2 separate regions of the Hordeum vulgare genome follow, and region 1 is linked to region 2. Evidence: chromatin contacts called from public Hi-C data. All regions are on one chromosome and are shown on one strand. The core of a region is the stretch at or near the end of the contact, and the rest is flanking DNA. Distances in the headings are between cores, read along the strand shown. Region 1 holds the start of LOC123410250 (histone H3.3). Region 2 has its middle 17 kb from the start of LOC123412178.

Evidence for each region. A called contact is a pair of places that touch in the nucleus more often than the background predicts.
Region 1: a contact with region 2 is called in a Hi-C map of leaf, with 3 times the contacts expected there. The contact joins the promoter of LOC123410250 here to the enhancer-like site in region 2. A contact is called at or near these places in 2 of 6 Hi-C or Micro-C datasets (both in leaf).

Annotation. Positions count from the first base shown.
Region 1 is chr7H:579,752,014-579,758,954 of MorexV3_pseudomolecules_assembly, reverse strand. LOC123410250 (histone H3.3) reads right to left here and starts at 5,233. Exons shown (of 2, transcript XM_045103160.1): 1 at 5,074-5,233; 2 at 4,394-4,946. The coding sequence starts at 5,145. The coding sequence ends at 4,608.
Region 2 is chr7H:579,595,985-579,603,563 of MorexV3_pseudomolecules_assembly, reverse strand. No RefSeq gene overlaps it. Among protein-coding and RNA genes, the nearest start is that of LOC123412178, 17 kb to the right of the region's middle. Within about 2 kb of position 3,048, at least 3 of the 3 cell types and tissues checked have open chromatin away from gene starts, as enhancers often do. A contact at or near this core is called in leaf, where this site is marked.

The sequences.
Region 1 (6,941 bases), core at 3,984-6,483, 150 kb before region 2:
TAACTCGCATATTCTTCCATGACAACTGGCAACAAACGAACATTTTTATAAATGTTTAATTAAGTTCAAACTGTTGTCCGCTTGGCTGACATAAACAAACAAAAGACGAACAAAATATGCATCCTTTGTTTCGGCACATTGGAGTTACCCGATGATCACCATCGTAGGACTGCGTCTTAAAATTCCCCACCCCCGCCCGTTGACGAATAAGCCGGTTCACTTTTTAACCATCCAGATCAAGTTAAGCAAGAGGATGCATGGTTCCAAGCCGACCCAAATGGATGGCGTTTTTGTTCGTATTTTGTTCGTTTGGGGTCGGCCCTCCGCTTGACGTCCGCCTAGTTTAAGATTTGGGTTGACAGTGCGTCCAATTCCAGCGATCCATATTTGTCGGTGTGGCAGGCTGGCCGTCTTTTTTCAAAAATATGCACATGTTTCAAAAATAGCATAGTTTCACAACCAAAAAGGCATAGTTTTCAAATAAATAAGTATAGTTATACAAACCAAATAAAAATTACATTGTCTCAAATACATATATGAAAAAAGATACATCTATTGATTGTCAACATGAGCCCACATATGCTCAACCAAATCATTTTGCAGCTACATGTGAGTTTCCCAATCACACATTTCATAATGAAATTGGATGAACTATTCAAACGTTGACGCTCCTTCATGCTCAGGCACAACATTCTCACCCTGAAACCGAAACCCTTGATCGTAGATACGTTCCACAGGCTCATCTTCTACTATCATATTGTGCACAATCATACAAGTTGTCATCACCTTCCACAACTTCTTGGTGCTCCAAGTCCTAGTAGGGTAACGAATGATGCCCCATCGAGATTGCAAAACACCAAAGGCACGCTCGATGTCCTTCCTAGCAATCTCTTCCTCTTGGGCAAATATTTTCCTCTTCTCTCAAATAGGGTCGGAGATTGTCTTTACAATAGTGGTCCACTTAGGATAGGTACCGTCACCCAATTAGTATCCTTTGTCGTAGTTGTGGTTGTTGATGGTAACATTCACCGGTGGGTTGTTGCCTTCCGCAAGCCTTGCAAACATCGATGAGCGTTGAAGCATATTGATATCATTATGTGATCCGGCCATGCCAAAAAAGAGTGTCACATCCAAAGATCTTGTGAGTCCACGGCCTCAAGTATGACAGTAGTGGAAGCCGTGGCATGGCCCTTATGTTGGGGAACGTTGCATGAGAAACAAAAAAATTCCTACGCTCACCAAGATCAATCTAGGAGATGCACATCTACGAGAGGAGAGACTGTATATACATACCCTTATAGATCGCTTAGCGGAAGTGTATATAACGCGGTTGATGTAGTCAAACGTCTTCGCGATCCGATTAGGATCCGTCCCGCGATCCCATCACGATATCCCGATCTAGCGCCGAACGGACGGCGTCTCCACGTTCAGCACACGTACAGCTCGATGACGTCTCCGCCTCCTTGATCTAGCAAGTGAGGGCGGAGAGGTAGATGAGTTCTCTCGCATCACGACGACGTGGCAGCGATGGTGATGGAGCTGTCCCGGCAAGGCTTCGCCAAGCACTACCATGACGAACTAGAGGAAAGGCTGATTTAGAGGGAGAGGGAGAGGCTGCGGCATGGCTTGTGTGTTGCAGCCCTCCCTCTCCTCTCATATATATAGGGGGAGGGTGGAGAGGTGGCCGGCCTAGGGTTTCCCCTAGGAGGGGCGGTGGCCAAGGGTGAGGTGCCTTGCCACCCAAGGCAAGATGTGGCGCCCCACTTGGGCTACCCCTAGCCCTTTGGCCGCATGGGCCTTTAGGTGGGAGGGGTGCCCAGCCCACCAGGGGCAGGTGGACCTCCGGAACACTTACGAAACCTTCATCACAAAACCGGTAAGTGCTGGAACTTTTCTGGAATCCGAATACCAACTTTCCATATATCAATCTTTACCTCCGCACTATTCCGGAGCTCCTAGTGACATCTAAGATCTCATCTGGGACTCCTAACAACTTTCAGTTACCACCATACATAACTCATTAATACTAAATCGTCATCGAACCTTAAGTGTGCAGACCCTCAGGTTCGAGAACTATGCAGATATGACCAAGACACTCTTCGGTTAATAACCTATAGCGGGACCTGGATGCCCATATTGGCTCCTACATATTCTGCCAATATCTTTATCGGTCGAACCATGATGTCAAGGATTCAATCAATCTGGTATACTGTTCCCTTTGTCCATCGATATGTTACTTGCCTGAGATTCGATCGTCGGTATCTCTATACCTAGTTCAATCTCATGACCGACAAGTCTCTTTACTCGTTACGTAATACAAGATCCCATGACTAACACTTTAGTCAAATTGATTGCAAGCTTGTTGTGATGTTATATTACCGAGTGGGCCCTGAGATACCTCTCTGTCACACGAAGTGACAAATCCCAGTCTTGATCCATGCCAACTCAACAAACACCTCGGAGATACCTGTAGAGCACATTTATAGTCATCGAGTTACATTGCGACGTTTGATACACACAATGCGCTCCTCTGATGTCAGTGAGTTGCATGATCTCATGGTTATAGGAACCGTTTGATACACACAATGCACTCCTCCGGTGTCAGTGAGTTGCATGATCTCATGGGTATAGAAACAGATACTTGACATGCAGAAAACAGTAGTAATAAACTCACACGATCATATGCTACGTTCATAGTTTGGGTCTTGTCCATCATATCATTCTCCTAATGATGTGATCCTGTTATCAAATAACAACTCATGTCTATGGCCAGGAAACCTTGACCATCTTTGATCAACGAGCTAGTCCATTAGAGGCTCATTAGGGACACAATGTTGTGTATGTACCCACACATGTATTTGAGTTTCCAATCAATACAATTCTAGCATGGATAATAAACAGTTATCATGAACAAGAAAATATAATAATAACTAATTTATTATTGCCTCTAGGGCATATTTCTAACACCTTATAGTGCCTTTGCCAAGCTGTAAGGCAGTTGTTCCACTCCCAGTGCATGTACTCTATATTGTCAAGCATCCCTGGGGAGCCCCTGCTGTCATTCATCGCAAACAAGCGGCATGTATCTTGAGGAGCCGGCTCTTTTAAGTACTCAGGAACAAACACAGCAATCACAGTCTTGCAAAATCTGTACATGGACTCTAGACATGTAGACTCTCTCATGCGGACGTACTCATCAATGAGATCACCGGGCATTTCGTATATTAGCATCCGAATGGCTGCAATGCATTTATGATAAGATGAGAAGCCAATCTTTTTAAAGGCGTTCTCTTTACACTCGAAATAGTTATTGTATTCGACAACCCCATCTCTAATACGGTTGAAAACATGCCTGGCATATGGAAACGTCGCCGGAATTTTGATGTTTGAACAGCGCATTGGTTGTGTCAAAATAGTCCTTCCAAAGAAGGAAATGACCGCTCTCTCGGTTATGATTCAACGCCGGAAGGTGTCCCAGGATCAAGCCACGGAACAACGGCCGCTGGTTATTAAGGTGGTGATGGACCAACACGTCAGTCAAGATCTCCTCATCATCATCGGACGAGGAATCGTCGGAGACGTAAAGAAAAATATGGAAAAGAACTGGCTGACGGAGTCCATTTTGTACCTTGTCAAACTGTCGAACAACTTACGGATGACGTCGAAGAAGCTGGTCAGCAAAGAGACGCGCGCCTCCCTTGGACCAGGTGGCTGGCCTGGGAATCACGGCGGCGCGACGGTGATGGCGCGCAAGGTGGCGACGTTGATATGGGTGAGAGGATGACCAATGTGTCACCGACTACGTAGACTAGAAGAGCAGGCGGGCGCCACGCGTGTCCATCTCGTGTCCGGCCGATACAAATCATGTTTAAAAATAAAACGAAAAAGGGTCGACAGACTCGTAACTACTTAATCGACGCGTTGACTGACTTTTCTGTGCGCCACGATCTAAACGGATAGGCATGGATTTGGAGTTGCTCTTAGTCCTGTTATGGAGATCACAATCACGACCGTACCCAAATCCAAATCCCCCACATCGGCCTGACGGCACCACCGCGACAGCCACAAGAGGATTCAAAGAACAGGACATCACAAGATGATTCCTTGAACAGGACATGAAAAGAGGATTCAAACAACATTTGCGCTAACTAACCAAACTTTTTAACCATCTAGTTAAGAAAGAGCCCTGCACCCACCCATCGCTCATCTTCGTCCTGTTACAGAGATCACCATCACGAACGTGCAAAATCCAGATTCCCCACCAACGCCGACGACAATCCGTCGGCCAGACAGCACCGCAGCCGCAGGACCTCTATCCGCCTCTCCGAGAAAACAACAAGAGATTCAGAGAGCAGGAAAACAGAATCGGATTCAGAGAACAGCAGGCAACAACTTCACGGTACGTCCCGTCAGAATTGCATACATCGATAATGGTCGATCAACAGTACATTAACCAACAATTCCACAGAAAGCATCTGTTTGCATCACCGCAAACCAAACCTAACAAGACCTAAAACGGCAAGCGAATCAACTGGTGCCGGCGAACGAACGGCGGCACGCCCTCAGATGGATGCGGCGGACTGGGGCCGGACTGGTCTGGCTCCCGCCTAGGCGCGCTCCCCGCGGATGCGGCGGGCGAGCTGGATGTCCTTGGGCATGATGGTGACGCGCTTGGCGTGGATGGCGCAGAGGTTGGTGTCCTCGAAGAGCCCCACGAGGTACGCCTCGGCGGCCTCCTGGAGGGCGAGCACGGCGTGGGACTGGAAGCGGAGGTCCGTCTTGAAGTCCTGCGCGATCTCGCGGACCAGGCGCTGGAAGGGCAGCTTGCGGATCAGCAGCTCCGTGCTCTTCTGGTACTTTCGGATCTCGCGGAGCGCCACGGTGCCGGGCCTGTACCTGTGCGGCTTCTTCACGCCGCCGGTGGTCGGGGCGGACTTCCTCGCGGCCTGGAAACGCGTCGAGTCGATTCGATTCGATTCGATTCGATTCGATTCGATTCGATTTCAAACGTCAGCGGAGGCAGGCCGAACAGATCGGAGAAATTAACGAGGAGGGGAGGAGGCGGAGACGGACCTTGGTGGCGAGCTGCTTGCGGGGCGCCTTGCCGCCGGTGGACTTGCGGGCGGTCTGCTTGGTACGGGCCATGGCTCGCCTCCTCTGGTCGACCTGGAAACTTGGCTTCGGTCTGAACTCGAACTCGACGGCGGCCAAGGGGGTAGTGGGAGAAGAAGTGGGTGGTTGGTGGGTAATTTATGGACTTAGGTGGGGGTGTTGAGGGCAGCGGAAGCCTGGATTGGCAGTTTCGCATTGCGCTTGGATCGGACGGCTGAGCTCGGGTGGACGCGATCCGCATGCTCGGCTCTGGTTGGTGGAGGGGCGACGGGGTGCGGATCTGTGACGTGGCGGCATCGTGTGTGTTTTCTTTTTTGAGGCAACGGCCTCGTGTGTGGACCTCTTCCATTGTGGGCTGGTATCCGGGTCGTCGGCCGTTTTCGAGGTCAGGTTAATTTTAACTTCAAAGCTCCTGGTTTGTTCGGTACGTATATCTCGCTTAGTGCTGCTAAAAAAAACTATATCTCGCTAAGGTGCTTCTTCACAGTTTTTTTCTTCTTTCTTTTCCTTCCTTTCTAAGGTGTTTCTTTGTTTTGTTTCTTCGATTTTCATCATTGCTTCTTCAACACAAATCTACATTTTTAGTACACATTTGTAGAGTTTACGTATACACAAGAAAAATTGTTTTGTACATGTTTAATATTTCTAAAATATATCACTTACATTGTTTTTGAACAATATTTGATGAATTATTTTTCATACACATTACACATTTTCGTAATATATCAGCAACATTTTTATTATATGTTTAGTCCTCTTTGAAATGTATGATTTATATTTCTATACATGGTAAACATAGTTTTAACTCTTTTATGTTCAAAAAATTCCTTACTTGTTCTACATTTTTCCTATACATAAGGATGTTTTTGTACATTTTTAATGGATGATTAATATTTTTTCCAGATTATATGTTTGGTGACTTTTTTTTGTATACATTGGGAACATTTGTTTATGCATTTTTTGACGTTTTTGAAATATATGATTGACATGGTTTTCGCACACGATCAATTTTTTTAACATTTGTGGATTTCTGCTAAATTTTAAATACAAGTTCTACATTTTTTATATACATCTAAAATATTTTGTGTACACATTTAACATTATTGAAACAGATGATTAACATTTTTTGAAAGCATATATATTGGATGTCTAATGTTTTACATATGCATTATATATTTTCTGCATACAACAGGAATTTTTTTTATACATGTTTGACATTTTCGAAATAAATTATTAATAAGTTTATAAACTTTTTTTATGTCTACCTTATTCCATACTCATTGTACATTTTTTGTATACATCAGAAATATATGTTTTATATACACATTTAACATTTTTCAAATGCGTGATTAGGAAAATTCAAAAATATTTGTAAATTATATTTTTATAATATACTCCCTCCGTTCCTTTATATAAGGTGTATCTGTTTTTGATAAAATTTCAGAATGTAAGGTGCATTTTTTCTAAATCCTCGTATTTCGCTTTTCATCCCTTAAAAAAAAAAGAAATTATCTCTTTCATAATTCTGTGTATCTCCTTTTGTGTCAAAACAAGGAAACTATCTTTGTCTCAATTGCATGTATCTCTGATGTGTGTGGACTCACTAATTTACTTGCCACTATCCAACACATTTCCACGTGTAATTTTGTCCTAACACCTCTAATAATACACTTTACGTAAAGAAAGAAAGGTATATGTTTATTATATTTTGAAGTCCAAGTAAAGTAGAAAAGAAATAAAACAATGAAAAAACATAAGAAGATGCACATGAATTCCGTTTTCGATAAACTCGAGCTTGGCATGAAGATGACTATAAGCTCAAGAACCCA
Region 2 (7,579 bases), core at 1,799-4,298:
TGACCACATACTGTTTCCATACAACTTCAGGTGAGGGTCTTTACTCTGTTGTGTCCATTCACTTATAAGTGTAATTGATAAGTTACTGACACACACACACATATATATATATATATATATATACATGTGCAGCTTCCATTGGATTCTGTTGGACATTCAAATTGATAAGGGAAGAGTTGATGCCTTCGACCCATTATCGAGACCCTTGGAACAGTTCCAAAGCCTGCAGGACATGCTCCAAGGATAATTTCAATCATTCTTGCGCTCTATCGGTCTCTTTCGATGATTTTCTGATATATCAATTAATGAAAAACTTAGCAAATCATTATCCTTGTCGGGCAGGGTTTGGAAGCGGTTCAAGTGCGTGACTCCCGGTATCGAGCATGAGAAGCTGACCTTTAGAGCGGCTCAGGTATGTAGTAGTATGATATACTTCTATTTTCAATACATTTATGATGCTAGATTATTATTTTGATTATATATATTCTATTCTCGTAAAGTGCGACCAACAGCCACGGGGAACGCATCTATGCTGATACTATGTTTGCGAGACCATTCGCACGTTTACCTCTGAGCACAAGGATCACAGATTCGACGTAAGCAATGAACATTCACACCTCTATTTTTACCCGTCATTCTTTGTTATCATGATTGATATTCATATTCATCTCCTCTTCTTATATAGCACACGACCATGACGACGAAGGTCCTACCAGAGCGACGCGCGATTGCTGTTGCAGAGGAGCTTGCGACCTTTCTGAGGACGGAAGCTATAGATGACAAAGGACGATTTAGTGTAGCTAGGGGCCATTACCGATGTTCGTCCATATAATTAAATAGACGGGCTCTAGTCTCGATAATTCAGATCTCCATATAATTGTATATATATATGCTCGCTTGTAAGATAAGTTAATCTTATATATATGCATAATTATTTCTATTTAAATTATATGAAAACTAATTCCCGAACACCAAACGAGGCATCACGTTAATCTCCCGAACACCTAAACCCTAAAACCCTAAAACCCAAAATAATTTCATTCAAAAAAAACCAAAAAACCAGCAAAATCTGAAAAATTTTAGTCCCGGCCCGTGTAACGAACCGGGACTAAAGGTCCTACCCCTGGGGCGCTACGAGACGCCCACGTGGAGCACCTTTAGTCCCGGCTTGTAAGAGGGCCGGGACGAAAAGGTTAGGCCTTTAGTCCCGCCCCTTTAGTCCCGGTTGCCCCTTACGGGCCGGGGCTAAAGGCCCCGTCCCCACTAGTGCTAGTGGCCGGAGCGCAACAATCCTAATAGGAAGCGAGTCCACGCGCCGTAGCCTGAACTCGTCAATATAGGTTCGTTCGGTAGATTTCCAATATGCACATAGTTGTCTTGTGGGTGTGTCTAGCGCTCAATTAGATGAGACTCAACCGAGTCACATCTAACTCGAGTATTTAACCAAAAACTACCATAATTCATGCCAACATGTTCAGGAACTACCACAATTCATTTTTGTGTGAAAAACTACCGCTTTCAGCCTAATCAGCGGCAAAAAACTACCAAAAATTTCAACTGTCCGTTTTATCTGTTTTAACAGTTTTCCTGTCTTCCCGGACCCGCATGTCAGGTTGACCTTAACTTGCGTCTGATCTCAATCCCACCTGCTGCAGCACAACCTGCTCGACCTATGCCTGGACCTCGCGCTCGGCCCCCTCGCCGTGACCACCGAGGCCCGTCGAGAACACGGTCCGTGACAGCAGGTTCAGGCTAGTCGTGAACGTCACGCGGCCGAGATCTACGGCCTCGCCGTCGCGCACCAGACGGGCCACGTGCACCGTCACCTCCCGCACCTTCTCGACCCGAGGCGATGGAGCGTGTCGAGCCGGTGCGGAGCGAACAGCTCCGCGGTCATGATCCTGCGCAGCGAACGCCACCGCTTCTGTTAGCGCGGCTGCACCAGGTGTTCGACAGGGAGGTGGACGAAAGGGTGCGCCTCCGCGCCCGCGAGGCTGCCGGTGAGCCCGGGAAAAAGAACGGCGACCCGGCATGGTGGCGACCCGACGTCGTCCAACGCATTTGTGGCCGCGCCGAAGAGGGCGCAGGGGCACCCGCACCGGCGCACGGGGCGGGGCCGGGGGAAAGCTCCAGCTCGGGAAGCTAATCGTCTCCGTCCTTGAAGACCCCAGCTTGGTTCTCTCTTCTTACCTCCAGGCCGACGACCGGGCGCCTTCGGCAGCTCGACGCTGCAGGCGAGGCGAGCCCGGCGGCGCGGCGGCACGCCGGCCTTCGAGCTCTCCGTGCTCTGCGACGAGACGCACATAACATGTTCGATGTAATGCACATGAGGGTGGAGAGAGATGGAAGAAGAGGTCTGACGTGTGGGTCCTATCTGTAACAACGGTCAAAGTTAATGGTCAACCTGACATGCGGGCCCAGGAAGTCAGGAAAACTGTTAAAACAGATAAAACGGGCAGTTAAAATTTTTGATAGTTTTTTGCCACCGATTAGGTTGAAAGCTGTAGTTTTTCATAAAAAACGAATTGTGGTAGTTCCTAGACACGTTGGCGTGAATTGTGGTAGTTTTTGGTTAAATACTCCATCTAACTCATATGCCACTTGATTTTCGTGAAGATTCGTGCAGTTTCTTTTTATTTTTTATACTTTATTTGATTACACAAATGATGTGTGAGATTAGATAAGACTTTGTTAATTCTCATCTAGATGAGGATTAGTAAATCCGTTTGGCAAATATCGATGTCCAAAAAAGGAAAAGAAAAGGGGATGCACAAGTAGAGAATACTCACCTACCGACGACGAGGAGCCACGGCAAAGGCGAATTCAATCAGATCCCACACCACTTCTGATAGAGAAGATCTCAACGAGCGCTGGGCACGTTTGGAGGGGATACTCTATCAACTGCAATCAACTGCAATGAGCCAAAAGGGGGGCGAGACGCGAGAGAAATGGATCTGGGGCGATCCGCGATCGTCACGAGCGGTACTGACGCCGACTCCCTACCCACCGGCCGTGAGAGCGAGCCATGCATGCATGCATTGCATGCTCGTATTGCCAGCGAACTTGACCCTACGTTAGGTGCACACCCACAGCCCCTTCTCTATCAGAAGACATGAGTTCTATCTTCTATATGCAATGGGCCACGGGTTCATGTAAGACTATATTTCGAGAGTATTTCTGGAGTACAAGTATATGATACTATTTTTATAATGCATAGTATCATAAACTAGTATCATGTAAGATTATATTTATTATCATGCATGATACAAAGTAGCATAACATTTAATATGATACTGTATCTACTTATGTTACTCTAACTCTCTTTCTCTTCTTTAATTCCCTGCCACATAAGTATGTTTACTATTCCTAAGTACATGATATCATCTAAGTTACCCCCACTATGGCCAGCCTTATGAGCCTCCTCATATGCCCCTTCTCCCATCCCATCTCCCCACTCTTTCCTCTCTGAGCTGCTTCCACTCACTCTTCACTCCATTGAAGGAACTCCGCCGGTTTAGTCAGAAACGTCGAGGACGGCCGACTATCGACCATGGCTACCGCCAACGCCTTCACTAGTGCGTATGTATCTCGCGGCGGCGGTGCCAGCATGAGCGGCTCTTTGATGGTCGTGTTCCCCGCGCTCCATGGTGGCAGCAACACCAACGTCTAGGACGTCGTCCTTGTATCCCGTGCGGTGCGGCGTCGTTGGGACGGCGGCCCCTGTTGTGGCTACGCCGGAGGGTGGCGACGGGAGGCGGTTTGGGCAGCTGGCGGTGCCGCCGGGGCTGGTGGATGAGCTCGTGGAGGAGGCGCTCGTCTGGTGCTCACAACACGGCCTCGTCGTCGACGACAAGAACCACCCGGTGACGTGACCTTACCTTTCTAGCACATTTTCTATACGTTGGAGTTTACACGTCATTATTTATTACTCCCTCCGATCCATAATAAATGTCGCAGTTTTGAATCATAGTTAAACTAATGTTAGTTCAAAATCATGACACTTATTCTAAATTGATTACCAGAGGGCAAAGCATCCCTGCACCACTATGGACCCATTGTTTACGGGGCATGCAGATAGTTTTATGTCATTGATTTGACTAACTAAACCTGCATTATATGTTTTTTTACGAAGTAAATATGCATTATATGTTACAAGAATTATACCGTTAGTTTCTTAAACTGATATAATTTCTAAACATATTTTTTTATTACATATGATACATATTTAGTTAGTTAGATTGTTAATCTAAAACTACACGCATGCATGTCTTGTAAACTGAGACGGGGGAGTACCGAACTATGTGCGCGTGCAACTTTGCATTGATATATTTGTTGCTGTTTGTGGGGAAAGCGAACAACCATTAAACTTCTACATATTTGGATTTGGAGAAATCATTTATTCGTTTGAACCGTTTAACTACACGACAGTTCAGTACTACGATCAACGTATACATATATGGGTGCAAATTTGGAGCAGTCAAGGTGCACTTCACCCCACTTTAGTTCAACCAAATGAGTTAATTTTGTAAAAGTACTGAAACTTCAGTTCATTTAGTTGAACTAAGCAGGATTGCAGGGTACTCCGGGACTTTCAAATTCCCTCATGCCTATACACAGAAGTTTACAATCTGTTGAATAGATGGGCGCCTTAAAAAAACTAGGACGACAACCCTTTGGAAAGGTAGTAGAGAACATCTCGCAAAAAAAGGTAGTAGAGAACAAGAGATTCAGCTTCTAGTTATAACTCAGGTGAGTTGAAACTATGACGGCGGCTGCTACGGATCAACCGACTGATTTTCGAGAAAATCAATTGGGTCCCCAGCCATTACTTGCATTCCTGAGAGACGTTGGATCGGGTCAACTCGAGCAACGACCGCTCGTCGTGGTGAAGCTCCATTGCAGAGCGATTGAAGCTTCATTGCAGCTCGGGGCGCTGCATCGTACACCTTGGCATTGCCGGTGAAGCTCAATTAGTCGCCGATGAAGCTTCCTTGCAGCTTTGGGCACTGCATCACAACTCTTTGGCTCCGCCGGTGAAGCTCCATTGCAGCCCGATGAAGCTTCATTGCAGCCTTGGGGCGCTGCATCACAACTATTGACGCCCCTGGTGAAACTCCATTGCAGCCATCGGTGAAACTTCATTGCAGCTCGGGGTGCTGCATCATAGATCTTGGCGCCGCCGGTGATGCTCCATAGCAACCGTCGGTGAAGCTCCACTACAGCACCACCGGGTGCATGAGCAGCAGCAGGGGGCATGCCATGGCGGACAGGGCTTGGACGGGAGGACCTTGAGCAGCAGCAAGTGAAGCTTGGGCATGCCATGACGGACAGGACTTGAACAGGAGGACCTTGAGCAGCAGCAGACAGAGCTTGGAGGCTGACCATGGTGGAGAGGAAAAGAACGACGAGGAGAATAAGTGGAGAAGCGATGGATTAGCTCGCACGCAGGAGACACGTGTCGCGCGGGTGATCCGGTTTCCGCGCTAATGAAATCAGTCGGTAAATTTAAAATGTTTTTCAAATATGACAGGTGTAAACGATATTTTTCTTCTGAACATAAGGTTAACAAATTACTAAACACTTTGCCATGGTTTAATTTAAGATTGTTTTACCACCATAGAAATGTACGGAACATGATGTAGGATTTTTTTAAACCGTACGTCCGTAGGAATATGTTAGTCTCTTCCTAATAATAAAGCAAATACGGTTTCTGGTCGTCCGTTTTGAAAATTACCCCTAAAGTTTGCACAAATTACCCACCATGCCACCGGTAAGTAATAGAAAACGTTTCATAAAGCAAAAAATCTTGGACTGGGCCGGCCCATGTAAAAACGTCCTATATTACGCTCTGCATGTTGGGAGAATATCCAACACACCGTATGGGCCGGCCCATGCACATACCCTGCTTTTAGTTCCATTTATTTGTTTATTTTCAGTTCCTTTTTATTTTTTATTTTAAATAATTTAGAACTTCAAATAATCTTTAAAATTTTAATAAACTGAAAATTATAAATCAACACATTTCAAAAATTAAAATGTTTGTGACTTCAAAAACTGCTCGGATTTTGTAAAAAATGCTCGCATATACAATAAAATGTTTGCAATTTTAGAAAAAATATTTTTACAATAAGAAAAATCCATAATCTCAAATACAATTCCATGTATTAAAATTATTAAAGGCATTTAACAAAATTATTTCTAATTTAAAATATGTTAATGCATTTTAAAAATGTCCTAATATTTTAAAAATAGCTAATGCCTGTTTTGATAGTTTCTTTTTTCAAAAACAAATTCCGTTCCATTTTTGTTTATTTATAATTTAAATAATTTAGAATTACAAATACTTTTGCATACTAAAAAATAGGAATTTTGAATTAAAATGCGGACAAATTTTTATTTTGAATTAAAAATAGGATTCAAAAAAAGCGCTGGCTTTTTATATTTTTTTTGCAAATTCCAAATCAATGTCCATGAATTTAATTAATATATTACTGATTTATAAAAATGTTTGTTTATTCAGAAAACTTCATGCGTTTCAAAAAATGTTTGTAAATTTAAAATAAAATCCTCCAACATAAAAAATTGTTCATCTTTTCTTGAATTGGTCGCCAATTCAAAAGAAAATATTTAAAACCGTTCGAAATATAAAAAATATTCATCATTTTTAGTAAATGTTTGTAAATTGTAAAAAATGTTCTCGATTTTAAAATTGTTTCCATATTTGTAAAATTGTTCACGAAAGATCTAATGTATGTAGTTAAAACATTGATGCTTCTAAGTCTATGTGACAATATAGCTGTGTGAATTTTAAGGAATTAACTGTTGGATGCATCGGATTATTATTGTATGTTTTCTAAAAAAATCTTAAAATTCAAAATAAATCTTTGAGTTACCAAGATTTTTGAAAATGTAAAGATTGCTTCAACTTGTATATAGATTTAAAAAAAGAAACATTTTCTTGCATTTGTGTACAAAATTTCTAAATCAAGCAATGATATGTGAACATAATGTGTTCATCATCATTGAAGATTATGTTTTTTTTCTTCCGTGACAACGCACGGGTCATTTTGCTAGTTGTATTTATACGAGTTGAAAAACATTACGGATACCTTAAGAAGCAAACGTACAAATAAAAAAATACAGCGATGCAAAAAAAAAAAAAACAGAAAGGATATAAGCTATACAACTGGCTCTACCATACATCATAAAAGATCCCAACCACAGAAATTTTGCAACGGCATCCTCGGTCTTCTCCGCTGCTGGTTACTCTGCCGCTCCGTCGTGTCAAGGCCAGCCGCCATCGCCAGAGGCCGGAAAAAAAAACATGGATGAGCAGCTCAGAATTTGATCCCTTGCCGGATAGGGTACAGCCATCCTCCTACACATGCAACCACTGATTGGTTCTCGAGCGTCGCTCTTGTTGACCTGCTTGAAAACATTTTTTTCAGTGTCGAGGGCCCAACATGGTATGACGCGTTGGCCATTGGATGGATTGTACGTATGCGTCACTTTTAGATGGACGATTGCTCCATATATATTGAATTATTGAGGCATAAAGAAAGGTGCACGAGGTGCATGA